2 separate regions of the Cricetulus griseus genome follow, and region 2 is linked to region 1. The links are chromatin contacts, called in public Hi-C maps. All regions are on one chromosome and are shown on one strand. The core of a region is the stretch at or near the end of the contact, and the rest is flanking DNA. Distances in the headings are between cores, read along the strand shown. Region 1 has its middle 30 kb from the start of Osmr. Region 2 overlaps Egflam (pikachurin).

What was found. A called contact is a pair of places that touch in the nucleus more often than the background predicts.
Region 2: a contact with region 1 is called in a Hi-C map of the CHK-Q cell line, with 7 times the contacts expected there. The contact joins two enhancer-like sites. A contact is called at or near these places in 7 of 8 Hi-C or Micro-C datasets (the CHK-Q cell line, the CHL-YN cell line, the CHO-K1 cell line and 3 more).

What each region holds. Positions count from the first base shown.
Region 1 is chr2:340,633,868-340,637,258 of CriGri-PICRH-1.0, reverse strand. No RefSeq gene overlaps it. Among named protein-coding and RNA genes, the nearest start is that of Osmr, 30 kb to the right of the region's middle. Within about 2 kb of position 1,703, at least 5 of the 6 cell types and tissues checked have open chromatin away from gene starts, as enhancers often do.
Region 2 is chr2:340,958,783-340,962,173 of CriGri-PICRH-1.0, reverse strand. It overlaps Egflam (pikachurin), which reads left to right. Exons shown (of 23, transcript XM_035440594.1): 18 at 1,578-1,601. Among named protein-coding and RNA genes, the nearest start is that of Lifr, 91 kb to the right of the region's middle. Within about 2 kb of position 1,558, at least 2 of the 6 cell types and tissues checked have open chromatin away from gene starts, as enhancers often do.

The DNA of each region.
Region 1 (3,391 bases), core at 454-2,953:
TTTCAGGCAGTTTCAGAAGAAAGGCACACACTGACTCACAGAAACCTGTGCATGTCCATCCTTATGCCTGCTTTTCCACCCTCTACTTCTTTTGAACTTTGGCAGCTTTTTCTTTACTTTCTTGTGATTATAAATCTCTCTCTCTCTCTCTCTCTCCTTCTCCCCTCTCTCTCTCTACCTCTCTCCCTCCCCCCTCTCTCTCCTTCCCTTCCCCCCTCTCTCTCTGCTCCTGTTGGCAATTTTCCCCAACCTTTATCCTCCTCCCTGCTGTGATATTTAGTACATTTCCTTCCTTCTCTCTCTCTCCCAGTGTGTTTTCTCTGCTCTATAGTGTACAGGAGTTTGTATTCTGCCTCTAGATAGGCTTCTTTGTGTCTTAAGGAAGTCTCCTTTCTGGAATGTGTGCTGATATTTCCTCTGCCTAAGGCTCCTCTTCAGTCTTGCATCTGCATCTTCAAATCCAACCCACAGACCTAGTGACTTCCCCCAGGCATGACTGGATCTCAAGGGAGGGTGATAGGGAATGAGAAAGAGCCTACTACATTGAAATAGCTTGCCTCAGTACCCACTGCACAATGTAGCCTACTTGCAGTGCCATCCATCCATCCTGATGTCAGTCTGGACCAGGTCCTGGACCTTGCTTCTATGACCCCTCTGGTTCCCTATATCTGACTCAACCCTATAGCCCAGGCTCAAATCTGCAGCAGCTGTGCGAGCTCTACAGCAGGTTCTTTAACGTTTTTCTACCACTTCAGTGACTCTCTTTGCATCTGTGTCAGCTCTCTGTCTCCAGTACAGTTTCTATGAACTCTACACCTCTGCTTGACCTTTTTGACCCTTTTGCAGTCATTCTGTATGTCTATCTACATTGTGCAGTGGGTACTGAGGCAAGCTAAAAGCTCCAAAGACAGTTGGGAATTTCCTGTCTGTCACTTACTTGCCCCCACACCAAGAAATAGGTGGCCAGGTTGGTGAGACCATTGCTATTTCAATGTTTGGTTCCTGTTTATGGGATCCAGGTGATGGTGTTGCATGCTTTCATTGTCTGGTATGTTTGATAAGTTCTTGGACCTACGTTTTCTGATATGGTTTGAATGTACCAATGCGCCTATATAGGCCAATCTACTGTGATAAATGTGTAAGTGGTATCTCTTTTATCGGTCTGTCCTTTGTAGGCAGTAGTGAACAAGTTGTGGTATCTATGTACAAAAGGAGAGGCAGAGACAAGGCTCTCAAAATGGAGCAAAAGGCACCTAATAAAATGCAATCATTCAGGGCAAATGTAGTCTGAAAGCCACTGTTTTACACAATGTGGGATCACTTAGAGCAGGGTGCAACTTGATTTCCCCAAACCTTTGAATTATGATGTCTTCCTTTGCCTCTTGGACCTTCCTTCCAAAGTTACAGAACACCTTTTGGAAGATGCGGACAGAGAAAATCACAGCATTTCTCACCAAACTTAAGTCCCCCAGAATTTCCCTGGAGAATATCAAAGCACATGGTCAGGAAGCCCCTTCAGTGCCAGTTGCAGTCCATCCAGAAGAAGGGAGTGCTTCCTAAGCTGACAGAGGCCAAGTCTTGGCAAGAGCACCTCTCCTCCCTTCCATGGTGCTGATATCCTAACTGATGGAAGCAGCAGTGGCAGCTGCTTCCTTCCCTCTTTTTCCTCCCACACAGAGGCCTGTGGGTTAGCTAGTGAACCCATGCATTAGCCTGCAATGCCACCTAGCAGACGCAGAGTGAACTTGCGGAAGGAGAAGGCAGGTTTAGCAGGGAGTTGTTTTGTAACACCAGAAAAGGGAGTTTCCATTTCATTCATGGAGTTCTGGGAAATGGAATTTGTATAAAACCTTTTTTGCTCATGATGGAAAACATTTATTCGGAGCTAATGAGGGAATCTGGCCCACAGACGATTCTAATCCAAACTTAGGAGGACAAGTGTTGGATCTACAAACTTGACTGCTAGTTCACCGCTGTGACAATACAGTATGTATATCCAGAAGAACTTCACTCCACCTTGTGTGACAGGCTGTGACATCAATAAAGGGCATGAATGGTCTTTGTTTTATTTCTCCTTTGGGTTTTTTTTTAATTTTTCTCTTTTCCTTCCTTGTATTCCTTTTCTTCCCCAGGGCAGGTTGAACTCTGGGTGATGATGTCGTCATGGGACTTCCAGTCTCTGAGACTCGTGGAGACAGTTAATCTTGACTGTTACCTTGATTGGGTTGAAGTACCTAACAGATTAGTAAAGCACTTTTGTGTGTGTGTGTGTGTGTGTGTGTGTGTGTGTAGGGGATTTCAGAGAGGACTGACCAATGCCAAAAGCCCTGCACTGAGTATAGTCAGCACTGTCTGTAGGCTGGGAGCCCAGATGGGCTCCCCATGCCTGGCTGCCATGAAGTGAACAGTTTTCTTTCACCACACCCTTCTGTCATGATGCTCTGCCAATCACAGAGCCAGAAACAATGACGCTAGCCCACCAGGAACTGAAACCATAGGCTAAAATAACCCTCCCTCCCTTTGTTCATGCTGTCCTCAGGTATTTGTTACAGTGACAAAAAGACTGACTAACACAAGGTGGAAAAAAACCAAAATTGTTGGAAAACTACTGTTTCTGGTGCCCAGCTCATGAAGCTGACTGATCAAATGACAATCACAACAGCTGACTGATCAATTGGCAATCAGGGACAGCCGACTGATCAACTGATAATCAGGGACAGCTGACCAGTTGGCAATCAACCAGGGATAGGTAATCAATTGACAATCAAAGTTGTTTCCATTATGATCATTTCTGAGCCCCCACCCCCACCCCTGGCTGAGTCCATGAACTTTCTGGAATGGTCCCATGGGAATGAGGCTATTTTTCTTTTGTGAGACTTGAGTGCAAAGATCCTATCACTCTGCATACTAGCAACCATAAACAGTTGTGTAATTTTGAATTAACACCCAGTTTGAAAAGTGGTGCTTTTTAAAATCATGCTAATATGATCAAGACCCATCTATTATCAGTCTGTTGAACAGACTATTCAGTCAAATGAAAACACAACCTTCACTCAGGGCATATGTAGATCTGCTCTGACCACTGCCATTGACTGTGATGCCCTGTTCTCGATCAGTGCCTCACAAGAATATAATATGTTACAACATTAGGAACAAAGGTCCAAACCAATTCCTGTCTCACATAGCAAACGCCTGAAGGATTTACCAGAAAGACTTCAATATTGTGAGTAATGGCAGTGAGAGCCTACTTTACCTGCACAGGTACACATCATGTGAAGTAGAAGCTGAAGCCTTGAGCTTCCAGGACCAAGATATATGAAGCTGTGCTCGGGCAATGATTGGAAAACAACACATTTCTTCTGTCTAATGTCACCATAGTTCCCATGACAAT
Region 2 (3,391 bases), core at 309-2,808, 330 kb before region 1:
TTTAAAGACTATATTCTTAAAAACTTGTTACTAAAACCTGCGATTCATGCAAACCGCTGGGAATTTATTTTCATAGGATGGTATATCATTAAACACTGAAAAAATGAGAGTGTTTGAGCTACTCCGATCTTCAGTTAGTTGCAGGTCTAGTTGGATAGACAAAGGTTTTTATTTGTTTCTATATATTGTAGCTTCTAAATTAGGTTGTATAGACCTTATCCAGAGTTCTTGGGACCAAAAACATTTCCAATTACAGTATATTTTTTTTTGAGTTTGGAATATTTACATACATATAAAGAGATACCTTGACAAGGACCCAAATCTAAATATGAGGGTTATTTGTGTTTCCAATAAATACCCTTCATGTAGAAATGAGAAGCAATTTTCTGCAGCATTTTTACCTTGCCCACCTTTTCAGTATGACCCCATGCCATGACCTCAAGTGTGCAGTTTTCCAGGTGTTGGTATTAAAAAAGCTTTAGAGTTTATGGGGATTGGATGTTCTCAACCTATACACCAAAGAATTATGTACCAAGTAAACTGCCCCAGAAGCGTGTAGTCTGCCCTGATGGTAGACCAGTTGACCAGTCTCATTGTTCCCTGGCCCTGAGGTGTACCAAGAAGCAGTGCTGCCTACTAGCCTCCTGGATATTGAGATAGTGAGTCTATGACATCCTCATGGTCCTCTCTGTCCAACTTCAATTGAGTGTGTTGCAAGAAAGAGCTGTTTTTTCAACTCTTTTTTTCCCCAAAACTCTAAATCTCTCAAGTGGGAGATTCTCTCGGGTGGGGGTTGGGGGTGGAACTTGCATGTGGAATGCTGTTCTTCTTTGGCAGTTCTGACACCACCTGATGGCACCTGCTTTAGCACATAGATGTGAAGGAATGCCAAGACATTTTCATTAATACATGAGTCAGGCCATTGCTACAAAAGAAAGAACACAGAAAAGGTCAGGTCTAAAGGTTAGGTTTAAATATAAACTTGTTTATAATAAAATTTAAACCATGAAGGTTGGGAAATAGACTTGATGGTCACGCCTGGAGCTGGTGTTTTTGAATGGAATGGCTTTTTACCTGCATGCCTGTGTGCACTGACTAAATTGAGGGCATTGTCATGGACCTTATTGGTGTGGTTTCTGGAGAATACTCTGCCCTTAGTTAATCACAAGAAGGCTGGTTACAGAATCCTGCAAAGGGCAATGGGTGAATGTGTGACTGGTTGCCTTATTGTCCCTTGATTATGCACAGCCTGATGCTGAAAAATAGTCACAAGCATTTTTCCAGACATAGTAGAAAGGTGGGTTGAAGGTGGAGTCTTGGCAGCTTAGGATGAACATGAACGTATCCTATCCTTAGTTCTCAGTAACCCTCAAATGCAATAAAATCCAAGGGGGAACAACACTAGTCATGCCCTGAAGAAACTTCCAGGGGCTCTTGCAGCAACCCATCCTCCACTCTCTTCTGGATCCACAAAAGGGCTTTGTGAAGCAGGCTGGTCTGGTTCCCAGTGAGCCATGTAGAGTACAATGTCTGTGAGTGCTAACTCTCCCTTTCTCTTTCATGCTGGCACCTGGCAGAGTGTGGGAACTACTGCCTCAATAGTAAGTACAGTACTAAGTCCTGGGAGAGAGCGAACCACCTGGGCTTCTGCCAGAGCCTGCCAGCTCGGGTCAGGCCAAGAGCTCAGAGCAGCCAACTGCAGGCAGAAGGGAGATGGGGTGGGGGCATCAGACACACCAACCAAGGTTCAATGGATCTGCCTTCCAGAGTGGAGGACCCCAAGCTGGCTTTCTCCTAGTTGTGTGTCAGAGAGTGCTGAGTTGGGGGGTTCTAGCTGGCAGGCAGCTGGACTTAGCTCCTACACACAGGCATCTCCTGAGGCTCTGTTCGTAGAGCTAACTTGTGACAAAAACACCAGGACCATTTTAAGAAGTCCAAAGAGAAGGATGGCTGTCAGACACAGGCCAACAGACAGGGCCAACAACAGCAGCAACAGGACCTGGCTGTACCTCTCACCCTGGAGTGAGCGGAGCCCACTGGGGCCTTCTTGGTTATGTTTAGGCCAGGGCCAGACTCCTATGCCAGTCAGCTTGGGCACTCTCCTTCTACTTCCTTATCAGCACACAGTTCCTGAAATAAGGGACTGGTTCCTCTACCAAGAGCTCCCTCCCCCTCCTCTTCTGCCTCCTCCTTCCTCCTCTTCCTTCACCTTGCACTCTACCTCCATACCCCATCACCACTGCTCCCAGCTCTGGGAGATCATTCTTCCCCTTTTTGCTTCACTTCTTTAGCTTTCCCAGTTCATGTGTCTCCCCTTTCCTGTCCCAGTGGCTGCCTATCTACTAACCTTTCTCTCTCATTCTCTCTCTCTCTCTCTCTCTCTCTCTCTCTCTCTCTCTCTCTCTCTCGGTTTAAAAGTAAAATTTAAACTCTCCCCATTGTCCATAGCATCACGTGATACATTTTCTTTCCTGGGTGTGGAGTCGTTATGTCACGTCTTCTTGGTATCAACCACGTGTTTTCTTGAAGCTGTAAATATTTCACCAGCTAGTTATTCTTTCATTTTACACACTTTTGTTTTGCTTTGTGAATGTGAGATTCATTCTACCGTGGTTTCTTTAAGCTGTTTCCCCTGTCTCTTTCCAAAGAGGAAGGAGGTGGTGTGGTTATTTCTCCAGCAGAAATCCCCTCTGCCTGTGTATCCAGTTTGTGACAGCACACATGCCTGTCCTCATGCCTGTTCTTTTGATGTGAAAAAAAAAAAAAAAAGGTGATTCCTTGGGGAAAGCAAGTGATGAGAAATTGGGAGGAAGGAGATTCACTTCTAAAGTACTGGGAAGTAAGGGATGGGCAGGAGCCAGAATGAGGCCAGCCACTCTGGTTCAGGGTCTGCTGCAGTCTTAGCTGGAGGAGCTTGGGCTAATTCTGGGCCCTTTCTGACCCTCATTTTCACCATCCTGAAATAGGAATAGCTAGGCCTGCCTCACTCTGTGTTTCTACATGAGTTCGGGTGAGGGCTTTGTAAGACCTCATGTGTCTGACTGAAGAGTCAGAGCTGATATACCACACTCCCCACTCTCTCCACATCAGAGCTACAGGGGTTCCATAGATAGTAGATAAGCTCTAAGTAAAGAACCCCACAACCCCATTGGGACTTGTTTGGGGATGACTGTCTCTGCCTCCCTTGGCAAAACTCTGGGATTATCCCCAGCTGCTCTCCACATGGCTCTCCTCCAGCTTCCAAGAAACACTGGGGACAGTTCAAGTTTCATCACATTGCAAAGCCTTCTCAGCAGTGCCAAGGCCAGTGACAGCAACCGCCGGCCCCCAGAGAAGGGAGAAAGGGGAGAAACCATTGCCAGGCCACTGGACCAGGCTGCTGTGAGCCAGG